Regions from separate parts of the Cricetulus griseus genome. Here region 1 is linked to region 2. A link is a contact called in public Hi-C data. All regions are on one chromosome and are shown on one strand. Each heading gives the region's core, a stretch centred on a gene start, on an enhancer-like site or on the middle of the called end of the contact. The rest is flanking DNA. Distances are from core to core; before and after follow the strand shown. Region 1 holds the start of Itgb5 (integrin beta-5). Region 2 overlaps Itgb5 (integrin beta-5).

Evidence for each region. A called contact is a pair of places that touch in the nucleus more often than the background predicts.
Region 1: a Hi-C map of liver shows a contact between it and region 2, with 3 times the contacts expected there. The contact joins the promoter of Itgb5 here to the enhancer-like site in region 2. A contact is called at or near these places in 5 of 8 Hi-C or Micro-C datasets (the CHK-Q cell line, the CHO-K1 cell line, fibroblasts and 1 more).

Annotation. Positions count from the first base shown.
Region 1 is chr4:55,760,965-55,767,816 of CriGri-PICRH-1.0, reverse strand. Itgb5 (integrin beta-5) reads left to right here and starts at 1,648. Exons shown (of 15, transcript XM_027412795.2): 1 at 1,648-2,048. The coding sequence starts at 1,910.
Region 2 is chr4:55,647,742-55,655,170 of CriGri-PICRH-1.0, reverse strand. Itgb5 (integrin beta-5) reads left to right here. Exons shown (of 15, transcript XM_027412795.2): 11 at 1,548-1,770; 12 at 5,310-5,410. Among named protein-coding and RNA genes, the nearest start is that of Umps, 29 kb to the right of the region's middle. Within about 2 kb of position 2,495, at least 2 of the 6 cell types and tissues checked have open chromatin away from gene starts, as enhancers often do.

The sequences.
Region 1 (6,852 bases), core at 399-2,898, 110 kb before region 2:
TTTAAGATCAAATCATAGATCATCATATGGATATCTGACTATCTGAGAACACTTAGATGGAGGATTCTTGAAGAGGGGGTAAAAAGCAGGAACCACAGAGCAGAAGTTCTGAACTAGAAAAGGCATTTCCAAATCAGCTTTGATGCAGCTTGGATTGCTCAGGAGCTGTGGCTTCTGGCAGGTCTGGGCAGGCTGGGGACCCAGAGAACCACCAGATAAGACAGGAGGGGACTGGTGAGAATTAGGGCAAGTTGGATCACAGCTCTTTCCAGGTGGTCTGTGCCAGGTGTGGGACAAAGTGAATGTTTCAACAGCAGTGAAGTACCATTCTGGGTGTAGAGAAGATGGGATATTACAGGGCCTGAACTTAAAGAATGCACGCATAAGAAAACTACTGCTGTACTTAAAGCAGTATTCAGCCAGCCTTCAGGACTCCACTCTCAGTCTAGCTGATCCTAGCAGACAAAGCAACACTCAGCACTGGATGTCTTCCAGTTCAAAGACTTTGATCAGTTCCCATAATTTAGAACCACCACCTCTCAGAGGGGGATAAATGTAGCCTCAAGGCCAATGCCCTAAGGGGCAGGTAATTCCAAGATAAACCCGGCCTGCCTCTGCAGTATGATTTTATTGGACAATGGTTGACCTCAACTATGATTTAAGTCAAAACAGAAGATATGACAAAGCCCGGTGATGGTGGTGGTAGTGCATGCTTTTAATCCCAGCACTTAGGGACACAGAGGCAGGATGATCTCTGTGAGTTCGAGGCCAGCCTGGTCTACAGAGTGTGTTCCAGGACACCGAAAGCCACACAGAGAAACCCTGTCTCAGAAAAGAAAGAAAAAAAAATTACAGAGCAATTCTAAGGATGAGTTTTGAAGTTTGCTATGGATTGCTTCATTTTTGCCTACCCATACTACACTACAAACTGAGGTCTGCCAGTACCATTCAGTCAAAGTTGGGGAGGTGGAAATAAACAAAGCTCAAGATCCAAATGCCTTAGGTTTTCTGCTCACACCTCTAAGTCCTGACCTTCACCTGCAAAGATTAGGCTGCCTTACTTAAATCATCACCAGTTTCTTTGCAAAACATCCCAGCAGTCACTTCCTCCCTCATGTTGACCCTCTGTGCCTCAGTTTCCTCATCTAAGTAACAGTAGGGATGTTAGGAGCACTCAAGAAGTGAGTACACAGGCAGACGGCATTTAGCACAATGCTTGCTCTGCAGTGTGCCTTGGCTTCACCTGCGCGCCTCTAATCCACGTGTCCTCCCTTGCCCGTCCAGAACGTGGCGTCTTGGTTGAATACGCCAGACTCCTCTGTCCCATCTTGGGCGAGGCCCCGGCTGGCATGCGCTTCTGGGATGAGGAAATGGCCTGGTAGATCCAAGCTTTTACCTGCCCTCGCTCCTCAAGTCATACTGAGATTGCTTTGGCTCAAGTAATCTCTGCCGGCCTAAAGGCGCGCGCCCCGCCCCCTCCCGTAGCTGCTAAGTAAGCGAGGGAGGAAGTCCCAAACTAGAAGTTTCGAATCCGGACCCCACCTCCCCACCCCAAATGCATAGGATGTGACAGCCACCTGGGCACCCCGGGACCTAGACCTGCCGGCGGATCCCGGCGCAGGGCGGAGCTGGTCCAGCCCGGAGCTCGCCCCGCCCCGTCCCGCCTAGCCGTAAACTGACCGAGTGGCAGCCCGCGGGAGAGAGGGGAGGAGAAAGCAGAGGAGAGTGGGGCCCGGAGGCCGAGGGAGAAGGGAAGGGGCTCCGAGAGCGGGCGTGCGGGGACTCGGCGAGGGTGCGTCCCGAGAGGCGACAACTCAGGGCGTCCCAGCCGGCCAGAAAGAAGGATGGTGGCGGCGGGGCGCGGGCCAGCCCGGCCGCGGGCGCCGTGAGCCCGAGTGCAGTGCCCGGCATGCGGCTGCGGTCCCGGCCTCGCCCCGCTCCGTCCCCGCCGCGCGCCCCCCGCCGAGCGGCGCGCACCATGCCGCGGGTGCCCGCGACCCTCTACGCCTGTCTGCTCGGGCTCTGCGCGCTCGTGCCGCGCCTCGCAGGTAAGCGGCGTCGCCCGCTGTGCGCTCGGGAACTTTGCTCGCCCGGGGCCGCTTGCAGGGAACCGAGGGTGCGGGGCACCGTGGGGGCGCACCCCGGTGGGACGGCGGGGCTTGAGCTTCGGATCTGCTTGCGCTGCCAGGTTTCCTCCCGGACTGAGGAGGAGCCTTCCCTTCCTGTGTAAACAGCAGGCGTCTGGTGGCCGAGCCCGAGGGCGCTGGGGACTCGGGAGGCAAGGCCTCCCCGCCGGGTCCTGGAGCCCCAGCTCTGCGCTCGCCTGCACAAAGCGGCCCTTGTGGCCCGCGGGGAGTGATGTGGGGGCCAAAGTGAGGCGGCCCGGCCACTCCGGAGGTCTGTGATTAGTGCAACTTTCTTTACGCCTGATCTAAGTTGAAACTTGTCACCTCACTCCGCAAGTCTGAAGTCATGGCCACACCTGAGACTCCGCCATCTGATCCTGTGCCTGTTCCATGATTCACAAACAGTGGTCTGACGGCGGCGGTGCTACGGTACTGCCTTAGCCGGACGTTTCCTTGTCCTGGCGGCGCCGGAGGAGCCCCCAGATACCTGCGTTAAGTTTTCAGACTTGGGAATGGCACTTAAGAAGTCCCTAGAGGGAAGGATGCTAGTCGGCGCTGGCTGCCAGGCGCATGAGCTTGCCCTACCTCCTCCAAACCAACCCACTCAAAAGCAGTTTCCGAACTTTCTCCTTTCCGTCGAAAGTAATTGTGTATTGATTAAGAGTGCGCTGTGCACTTTCAAGCCCGAGGTACTTGTTTGTCTTTCTGAGCCCAGCCGTTGCCTGGCTGCTGGATGGGAGAACTGTGTTCCCCCTACCGCGTCTCATTTACATGAAGGAGGTTGAGGTTTCCATCTCAGAGCAGGAAGGGTAGAGGAAACAAAAACGTCGTTCAGGCCTCACTCCAAACTTAATACTATAGCAAGACTGCTTTTATGGGGAAATAAGTAGATCAGTAAGTCTTACCCCTTCCCCCCATCTGGCAACCGGTGCCCATCTTTGGTGTTCACGAGACCCCAGGGAAACGCAAAGAGATGTGGCTTGAATCACTACCCTCTGGAATATATCCTTGTCAACTGACCTCACTTTAGGACAGTCTTTTAGTTTGAAATTTATGCACTTCTATTGTTTGGAAATTTTTTTAAAAGCAGAGTCTCTTATTGTTTAATGAGTTAACGGTTTTATTTTACTTATTTGTTATGTATACATTGTTGCTGCCTGAATACCAGAAGAACACACCAGATCTCATTATAGGTGGTTGTGAACCACCATGTGGGTACTGGGACTTGAACTCAGGACCTCTGAAAGAGCAGCCAATGCTCTTAACCTCTGAGTCATCTCTCCAGCCCTGTTTGGAAAATTTTTTTAGCTTTTTTTTTTGTGTGTGTGATGGTGTTCTTAAAGTTTTGTCAAAATAAACATACAGCAACCTTGCATTCGTTTCGTGAAATTCAAGTTTGGGAATAGCTTTAGTTTTCCTTTCAGTTAAACATTATTTGGTTCTAATGAAAACTCGAACATTTCCTTGGTGGCAAAGACTTTATTAGTTGCATTTCCAGCAGCCAGTCTTTATCTTATCTACATCCCCTCCCCCAATTATTCCCAGATTCACCCCTCCCCTTCCCTATGCGCCCAACTTTGAGTCCATTTAAAAAAACACAATGAGATTAACTTGTGCTGCCTAAATATTTTTGGCCCTGTGGTCTTCAACTTGAGCCTGCTCAACTTACCTGAGCTATAATGGTAGAGAAAACTCCCTTCTCAGTAGTTAACTGTTTTCAATAGCTCCAAGGCTAGGTTTTTGCTTTTTTAAATTTTCTTTTAATGTAACCCCACCTAGCCTGTAACTATGTAAATCAGAATTTACAGAGATCCATTTGCCTGTGCCTCCCAAGTGTTGGGATTAAAGGAGTGCCCCATCCCTCCCCCTCGAGCTGCCTTTCAAATTATTAGAGGCATTCATTTTTCATTTGCATGTAATTTCATCTCTTTGGAAGTTCCCATGCCTCACAGGATTTTCATCCCAGAGGTGGGCCCTGGAGGGCCACATGGCTTTCCTTCTTGCTTCAGGGTGGGAGTGGTGAGTCTAGAGTTGTTTGGTCATTGTACCTTATCTTAGAGCCTGGGTGGTTTAATTCCAGTGCCTTCAGAGTTAAGTTTTGTCCATTGCCCTGTGATCACAGGTTTGTCTTTTGCCATTTCATGCTGCCATTGCCCAGAAGTCAGTTAAGTGGTGGTAGAGCACCAGCCTCTAGGGTGGGTCACCTCCTTAGAGTGCCCAGGCACTCTGCTAGGTCAGAAGGGAGTGGTTCATTTGGGTAATTTGACTTAACTTTCCAATATTGCTGGAGGACATCCTTTATTGTCCTCTTCCTTGTGTTCCCCTATCCCCACCCACCCCCTTTTTCTTGAAAGGTGGCAGGGACTTTCTCCTGTTGGTTTCTCTCCTGCTAACAGGAACATAATTTGAAAGGAAAATCATGGTTATCTTGGGAAAGAAATGGTGTTGTGAAGTGTGGCACCCGCCCGTATAGGTGTTCCTTGTTCCCAGACCAGTGAGTGAACCCAGCAGGCAACAGACCTTAAATTTAAGCGGTTCACTGTAAATAAGCCTTTGCTGTGTTGCCCCCCTCACCCCCATCAGGAGTGTCTCCTTAATTATCCCTGGGACCAAGAGTCTCTAGGCTGGAACCTGACACACAAGGTCTCACAAAACCAGGCAGGGGTTGCACTGGGGAGGCCTCCCATGCCCACTTCCGCTCCAAGGCAGAGAGAGGAGTTTGGTTGCTCCTGCAGCAAAACTGGAGTCATGTTTGCTGCCGTAGTTTATTATTTTATAAGCAATCAAATATTCTTTTAGTGGATGCCCTGCAAATTAGAATGCTCCGAATACCAAGAGCCCTTTGTTGCATTTAGAGAATGCAAGTTGGCAGCCCAGTCCTCCTCACCCTGACCCTGGCCCACCAAGGCTGTGGGCAGATGCTAGGGTGGGGGTGGGGCTGCTGGAATTTGGCTGGTTGGCAGCTCCCTTTAGGTAACCAGGCCCAGTACACTGAAATGCAAAGGGTGGCCTTGGTTCATAGATGACTATTTACCCTCTGGGATTTACATTTTAACTTCACCATCCTCAGTGGGGTGGGGGAGACTTTTCATAAAGGGGACTGAGGCAGAAGAGGGCAGGGTCTAATTAGCTCTAATTAGTATTCCTCCCCTGCTTGTTCTCCATGCTTATTTAGCTACTGAGGCAACAAAGAATTAAAATATCTAAGTAGTTTGGCAAATTGCCCTTTGTGCCTGCCTGCCCCAGTAACAACTTTTTTTTTCTCCTTCAGACTGGTCATGGAAATATTCTGGGAAGTTTTAACAAGATCATCAATGTGGGGTTTACACACAGTCCTTAAATGACAGGGTGGCTTTTAAGAGGCTGTGTGCTGCAGGGGCTATGGGCTGTGGGACTCTTCACAGGTGTTTTCAGTTGGCTGTGCAAGAGCTTTGGAAAGTCTAAGGGGGCTTGTTTTCCATTTCTCTAGTGGGGGAAATTGGTTGGCTTTAAAGCAGTACCTCTCAACCTATGTATCTCAACCCCCATGGTTGAAGGACCCTTTCATGGGGGTCACTCAAGACCATTGGAAAACACAAGGGTTTTTTTTTTTGTTTTTGTTTTTCGAGACAGGGTTTCTCTGTGGCTTTGGAGGCTGTCCTAGAACTAGCTCTTGTAGACCAGGCTGGTCTAGAACTCACAGAGATCCGCCTGCCTCTGCCTCCCGAGTGCTGAGATTAAAGGCGTGTGCCATCACTGCCCGGCAAGGTATTACATTATGATCTATAACAGTAGTCCAAATTACAGTTGTGAGATAGCAATGAAAATAATTTTGTGGTTGGGGGTCACCACAACATGAGGAACTGTATTAAAGGGTCGAGGCATCCGGACGGTTTAGAACCACTGCTTTAAAGGGTGATAGGCACCCATTTGTTGGTGAGGATTCTTTTTGCTTTGATAGGGTGTGGATTTTGGTCTGCAGGGTGAAGAGTCTGCTTCAGGGCCGCCTGCTGACTCACCAAGCCAGTGCTGCCGCGTGAGGACTGCCTCACTGGATCCCTTCAGCAGCCTTGCCAGAGTTTTTCAGATGTGTTTGTTCCCTGTCTCTGGCAAAGCCAGAACCTACTTCTGCACCCAACCAACCCCTTTAGTTACTCTCATTCCTCACTCAGAGTAATCCTGTTAAAACTCCTCAGTCTGCTTAGAGCCTTTCAGGCTTCTGGTTCTGCCGGAAGCCCCATGGCCTCCTGCCTTCTCTCACCACCATCTCCTCACAGACTTCACACTGTCCCGCTGGCCTGGCCGTGCTGCCTCCTGCCTAGACTGTCTTCCAGGGAGCCGCTGTCTGGCTGCCTCTGTCACCCCCACAGGCCTCCTCATTGTCTCCTGCTCATCCCATGGTCCCCAGCCACTCATCCAGAGGTGCAGCCTCATCCTCCCCCCCCCCCCCCCAATTTGAAGTCAGGGTCTATATGGGCAGCAGCTGTTAGGAGGAAGCATCCTGGGGGAAGGGAGACCACATTGCAAGGTGTCAAGATTCACTGAGTTGGAATCCATGATAAAGGCGGTTGCCCCGACTCCTGAACTGTGTTTGCTGGGGAGGTTAGGTGACTTGCTCAGTGTCGTCATGAACTTTCTTTCCTATGGCTTTAAACCCTTAGAAAATCTAGAAGTTTTAAACCTTATCAGTATCTTACATTAATTAGCGTTGTGTATTTGTCACTGTGGGTGAACCATATTGACACCG
Region 2 (7,429 bases), core at 1,246-3,745:
CCCTGAGACAATGCCTCCCTGTTCCAAACTGAACCTTCTACGGTAGCTATGCTTTTTGTTTTGAATGAGTGTGTTTGCTAGGCACGTAGCAAGAGGTAGAAGACAGATAGCAAAAACATCCAATTGGGCACTTGGTCCATCTGACAGAGACGGCTGGGGACCTGATGAAGAGAGTGAACAAACATCACCTGGTCTGCTGAGATTTCTGACTGAGAGTCCTAGGCAGAGCAGAGTGTTTTCTGAAGGTGTGCTTGCGTGTCTACTTCCGGCCGCAGGCATTTTCATACAATGGGGTAAACAGTAGTAACCTCTGTTGGAAACGGTTGGCCTTCCAGCTGTTCTCAAGGGCACAATGCCTGAAATACCCTTAGCTATTCACTGTCACAGGGCCAGGGGGCCAGCCTGCTCAGGACGTTTTCAGAGGACATTTGAAATAGACGTGCTCTTGTTCCCAAGAGTCCGCTTTTTGCAAGCACATGGCAATTTGCCAATTTAATTTCTGTTACAACCTCCTCCCTGACAGGCTGGGGACAGGATCCATCCGAGCGAGGAGAACTAGGTTGCCCCAGTAGGTTCTTATGATGGCCAAGCCTGCTCTGGGCAGGAGTTCAGAACAAGGAACTGGGCTGACTCCTTCGGGTCTCCTGCAGCTACCTGGGTGACCTTCCATTGGCTGTCTCTTCTGTGTGTGTCAGTTTCATCCCTCATGGGTTACTGTGAGAATGGACGGAGCCAACAGCACCACAGTCCATGACAGACACTACTGCAAGAGTACTTGAGTGCCTTTGAGGGCTGAGGCTCTGTAGTCCTCTGTGTAGAGACTGCAGGGCCCCAGCGCCAGAGCAAGTCAAAATCTCAGTAGGACTCCGGAAGCATGGCTGTGCTTGGTTTTGGTTGGACCAGTAACAAATCACCATATGTTTTCTGCATTCCAGCAGTCTGGATCTGTTCTCTTAGATCACAGAGGAGGTCAGATGTCCGAGCTTGTTTCCCCTGACTGATGTCGGGGTGTCTGTGTGGTTGCGCTCCTCACACCCCTGGAGGTGCTAGCTTTTTCCAGCTTCTTGCATTTCTTGGTTATCATCTTCAAAGCCAGCTGCAGAGTGTCTTGCTTCTGTTGCCCCCTAGTCACCTTCTGTAGTCACCCCTGCTCCTGTTGTAAGTACCTATTTGCTAGGTTTAGGACCCAGCTGGACCTTCCAGAAGAGGCTGCTCTGCTTAATCCCATCTGCAGCTTTGCCTTGCCATAGTCACAGTTTCTGAAATGGGCATATTGGGGGACTATTTTCACACATCCACTGAATCAGGATGCTTTTCTGGTTTTGTGTTGTGACTTGACCAGTGTGTCTGGACCAGTCGAAGCACCAGGCTACACTCTGCCAGGTCATGAATATTATCCTGTGGCATCACCAGGCCCTCTCTGAGGACAAAGCCAGTGCCCCATTCTCTGTGGGATTCCTCACCCTGGCACATGCAGGCCCTGGGTGGTGTGTGCTCATATGTAAAGACTGACAAGCCCTGACTGATATATGTGTGTGTCCTTTTAGGCCACGGCGAGTGTCACTGTGGAGAATGCAAATGCCATGCAGGTTACATTGGGGACAATTGTAACTGTTCAACGGACATCAGCACATGCCGGGCCAAGGATGGACAGATCTGCAGTGACCGTGGCCGCTGTGTCTGTGGGCAGTGCCAGTGTACAGAGCCTGGAGCCTTTGGAGAAACATGTGAGAAGTGCCCAACCTGCCCAGATGCTTGCAGCTCCAAGAGGTGAGGGCCTGCTCTTCTGCCCTCACCCTAGGCCTGTCTTTCACCAGGCACCCTCCCCAGCTGGCCTCTTGTGCCTGTGGTCCACACATAGGCTGCCAACCAAAACTTGTGCTAAGGGTCACCAAAACAACGGCCATGAAATGCTGGGTGTCTGGGGGGCGGGGCGGGGATTGGTGGAAGGAAAGTAAAACCATTCATAAAAACAAGATCACTAATCCATCTAAGCAAGTTTAAAGATTGCAGAGTGATAAATGAGATGAAGCTGGTGCTGGGTCTAGACAACACAGAGCCTGGGGTATGCCATCATGTGTTCTCTAAAGGGAATGCCGTGTGCGTTCTTTCCCAAATGCCTTTGATCTTCCGCAGAGCATCTCCCAAACAATGCTTCATAGACCAGGCCCGTGGGAACTGCTGCATTAAACAAAATGTAATCAGAAGGCAAATGGGATGGAAGGGCGCCGACCTAGATAGGGATGCCTGAAGCGAGTGCAGGGGCTTTGGGATTTTTCTGCTCTATTTATGCTGATAATAGAGTCGGGCTGAATGTAGAGCTTGTCTAGGCTTCTGTCACGGGCTCGGTCCAGAGTCAGGTCACACACACCCCATGACCATCCTGGGCTCTGCTCTTCACACCCACTACCATGGTGCAACACAGGTCAGTTGCAACAGTCAAGCCACGGTGCTGCCTGGACCACAGGCGTGACACTGGCTGTCAGAACTTGCTGGGAAACAGCTGTGTCATCCTTGGTGCTGAGGAGCCAGGCAGCGGGGGAAGCTGGGCACTAAGCAGAAGCAAGTGGTGATGCAGGCAGTGTTATTCTTTGGCAAAGGAGCACAGTTGTGATTTTCTTTTGGCAGATTTCCCTGCTAATGTCTGGCCAGGCTGATAATGAAGTGAGTTCATGCTCACAGAGCCTGTGATTGCTGCTGGTCAGCTGTGTTCAGAAACGTTCAGAGTGGCTTGACCCTTCCTGGCCATGTGCCATAGACAGCCCTGGGCATGGGCAACTGAACCTGCCTGTAGATTGAGAGGCAAGATAGGGAGGGAGTGGCCCAGACACCATGCCCGTGTGGGTGGGATCGCAGCTCTAGTCAGCATGCTGTGTCCAAGGTACCCCTCTGGCCCCAATTTCCAGCAGACCCTGGGGAGTGGGCCAAGCTGGGGCAGCACATGGAGACAGTAAAAGGGAGCGGAAGCCTCCTTACCTTCCTACGGAGCCACAGGTAATGTGGGGTTGTCTCAGCGGTTAAAAGGCCTCATGGAAAAACAACCCTTGCTTTAATAAAATGTCTGAAAAGCTAAGAAAGCCCAAAGATAGGGACTGGCCCTTCTGATCTATCCCAGGACCACACTGACCTGTCTCTTTCATGGCATAATGGAAATTTTTCTTTCTTTTTTTTTTTTAAACAAAGTTCTTTTGATAATGAAATTTTAGGCCATTTTCCTGCTTTGTGTTTTCTGAGAGGTTTTGAATATTTTAGTCCTTCATCCCTCGTGTTCTAGAACTAACCAAACACACCCTTCACTTTGGTGAGGTCACACTCGACTCCAGCTGATTTTAATTAACATGCCTTGCACAAGCTCTCGGAATGGCCTGTTTTTGTAACGGGGCAGACATGCTTTAATAAATAACTACAGTGCAGCCTGAGTTTCTGGGGGTTAGGGAGCCCAGCGCTAGGCTGCTGTACCCATATCCATATGGGTTGTATGGAGTGTGTCCTAGAGGGGACATGGAGTTGTATTAATACAGTGGAATATCTTGGGGTGTGTGTGGGGGGGCAGGGGGTCGAGCCAACCGGAAACCAGGCATCCTGTTTGCCATGTGCTGATCCAGGAGGCTGGCGGAAGGTCCAGCAAGGGTCAGCATGAATGGCCAAAGATGGAGCCACCCCTTTCTGGCTCCTGGCCAAGCCTGACTACCTTGAGGGGTGAGGGTGGGAGGAGGGACCAGGCAGAGCAAGAGACAAATATGAGCCTTACTGCCTGGCTCCTCTAAAGTGTCTGTGTGAGATCAGCCCAAGGAGAGGAGTAGTTAAATTCCCCAAGCATCTCAGTGTCCTCTGGAGAAAGTTACAGCCCTCTCTCTTCATGATCTGCCCTCTGCCCAGTCCTTATCAATGTCTAGATGGTGGTCGGAGCATGTCTGGGAGGCAGGACACTGGGAGGGGACCTGATATGTGCTTCTCCTCTTGGGTCTCAGCATCCTCTGTGGAGTGGCCCTACTGTATGATGGCGCTCCCTCCAGTACCAGGGAGCTTTCTAGACAGCCAGTTCTTTGGGTTCCCTGTGAGATAAGTAGGGTGATCTGCCTCCTTGTGGCTGGCTGAGGTTTTGTGGGGTTACCCCTTACTTCAGGGTCACAGAACCTCGTCTGTATACCTGGCTCTAGCATCCCCTCTTGTGTCCTTAGACTTTCATGTGCCACTCCCCTAGAGCCCTGAGACTTGCTGTCCCCTGGGCTACTTGACCCTACCCATTCTGCCATGGAGTTTGCTTTTCCTATGGCACCACCTGGTCCTTCCAAGGAGGCAGAGACCCTTCCTCTCTCACAAACTTTAACAGTGGCTTGGCTGAGGCCTGGCCTCCCTCCTGTGTCCCTACATTTTCTATTACCATGTAACCTCAGGACCTGGGTTTGATGATGTAGAATGTAATAGCTGGTCAATGGGGTGTTTTAATTAAGCATCTTCACATGCAGTCACCCAAAGGTGGGTGGTGGGGAACTGAGAGGGCCTCTTTTTTGACTCATCCATTTTCTAGAGAAGGCATCTGTTATAAAATACACTAGCTTTGGTGTAGACCAATTACCAGGTAAGTGGCCAGCATGCCCTGAAGGATGCTGGCAGGCAGACACCATGTGGGAATTGGAGGGGGTGGGAGGCCAAGGTACCCAGACAGTGGTGATCAGTCCTTCCAGGCATCAGACTTGCCAGGAAGCCCCATCCTAGAGGCCAGCTCTGAGGGTTCAGTTGAGCCCAGGCATCGAGACTTACTGTTAAAAGCCCTTGTTACCTTGGGGTAACACAAGGGCTTCAGGCACTGGCCCCAGGAATGTGGAGGTGCCCCATGGACCAGTTGTTATTCGCTGAACACCTCTTCCATGGAGCCTACTTCTCACTGTAGCAAGGCGCAGATTTGGTTCCTGCTGTCAGTACTGGGAAGGTCGGCAGCTGGCAAATTGAACTGTATACCATATACACCTCTAAACTCACTCAGACCTCTCTGAGACCCTGGGGCTTCCTTTTTTTTAAAATATGTATTTATTATGTATACAGTATTCTGTCTGCATATATCCCTGCAGACCATCAGATCTCATTACAGATGGTTGTGAGCCACCATGTGGTTGCTAGGAATTGAACTCAGGACCTCTGGAAGAGCAGCCAGTGCTCTTAACCTTTGAGCCATCTCTTCAGCCCCGGGGCTTCCTTTTAACACCAGCAAGATGTCAGAGCATCTTGTCCCCAAGGCCAGACTTCAGGAGTGCAGCTGAACCTTTGGGGCATTACACAGCAGCTAATTCCCACATGAATTTTTTCAGAGACTGTGTAGAATGCTTGCTGCTTCACTTGGGGAAACCTGACAACCAGACCTGCCACCACCAGTGCAAAGAGGAGGTGGTCACGTGGGTAGACACCATTGGTGAGTACCCTGGGTAACCATGGACAACTGTCTCTGTGAACCTTGGCCAGCTTCTAGGGGTTTGTTTTCTGCCTGGAGAGCAAATGGTCTCAGCCTTGAGTCAAGCCCAGCGTAGCTTTCTTTGCATGATTGTTAGCTCTGCAAAGGGATCATGGGATGGGACCCTCACATACTATTGGCAGGAATGTCATGCAGAAATCAGTTTGCAGATGCACAAAAAGCTACTCAGAATCATTGCACAACCTAACAATTCCCCTCTGAGGTATATGCCCCAAAGAGTTGGGCTTGGTTTTCACATGTTCATAGCATTGATTGTGATAGTCGGTTGTTCATTAACTGATGAGTGATGAAGTAAATGTTCTATATCCATCCATAATGGAATATTATTTTTACCACAGTTAAGAGCAAAGCACTGATATGATAACACATATGAGCCTCCAAAACATTGGCCTAAGTGAAAGACGCTGGACAGAAAAAAGCATAGGTATTACATGATGCTATTTAAAATGTCCACAGTAGGCAATGTCATTTGAGAAAGGGTAGAGTAGAGATTATACGCTAACCCATGTGGACATTTCTGGGCACTGGTAGAACATTGTGAGTTTCCTAAATTGGCTACATTTTGAAGTGATTAAACAGTTCCTGAGGGACTGCATATCTGAAGGGGGAATGTCCATCCAAGGCTCGCCAATGCTAGCAGGCTTGCCCTGTGCCTTGACCTTCAGCTGCTGTAATATAAACTCCTGGCCCTGGCTCTGTCTGTCTTGGTCCTGGCTTCTTTCTTCTCTCTTTATCCACGCTCTTGTTCCCCCTTCCCGGGCTTTGATTGACTTATTGGCATGGAGTCAATCAAAAATATACTGAATCTATTTACCCTGCAAGCATTCGGGGAGCACCTATCATGTGGCCAGCCCTTCCCAAGTTTGCTATCCAGGGCCTGGCTGATCTTCTCTTACATGAAGCACATGTAGTGAGAAAGAAGAAAGGGCTCCCTTCCCACCTCCCACAAGCAAGCCTGCCCTTTGTGCATGTCTCCTTCCTAGCCCAGTCCTCTCAGCGGACTCTGCAGAGAAGTACATGCTCTGTCTACCACTTATCCCTAGGCTGGCTGGCTGGCTGGCTGGCTGGCTGGCTGACTTGCATGCTTTATTTGTTTGTTTGCCTCTGCCTCCCAAGTGCTGGGAATAAAGGTGTGTGCCACCATGCCCGGCCTTATCATATTGTTTGTTTTTATATTGCTCTCACTATATATCCCAGGTTGACTTCAAACTTTCTATCCTCCTACCTCAGACTCCCAAGCACTGGGATTATAATTGTGTGACTTGGCGTCCTGTTCTTCCTTGTGCTTTTAAAGATGCACACCCTTGCCGGGCGTTGGTGGCACACGCCTTTAATCCCAGAACTCGGGAGGCAGAGGCAGGCAAATCTCTGTGAGTTCGAGGCCAGCCTGGTCTACAGAGTGAGTTTCAGGACAGGCCCCAAAGCTACAGAGAAACCCTGTCTCAAAAAAACAAAAGAAAAAAAGAGAAAAACCTTTTCCTGGTGCCTGGGAGGACAGTTACACTGTCCACTCTAGTCAAGGGTCATGTGGGAAAAGAGAAGGGTGTCAGCTGAGGAAGGAGTTTGTCAGAAATGAGACCAGTCACAGACAGAGCTGGGCCTTTAATGGCCTGACCTCTGGCAGAGGCTCACAGTGTCAGTGTGGAGTACCACCACGAAGCTGGCCTTTCATCCAAAGAGACTTGGCACCCTGAATTCCAGCTCTTGGGGGAGAGCATCCTCTTGTCTTCTTTAGTTAAGTCAGCCCTGCAGACTGGGCCAGTTTCCAAAGGCAGATACTCACTCAAGCCTGTTGCATCCCGTTGCATTCATCCATGCCCACTCCCAATCATTGAAGGCTTCTTTTATTTCATGTCACCACTAGCCAACACTTCAGAGAGCTGACAATCCTTATGGGAACCACATGTCCCCAAAGCAATAAACTCAGCCCTGGACCTTGATAGGAGAAATCTGAGCTCA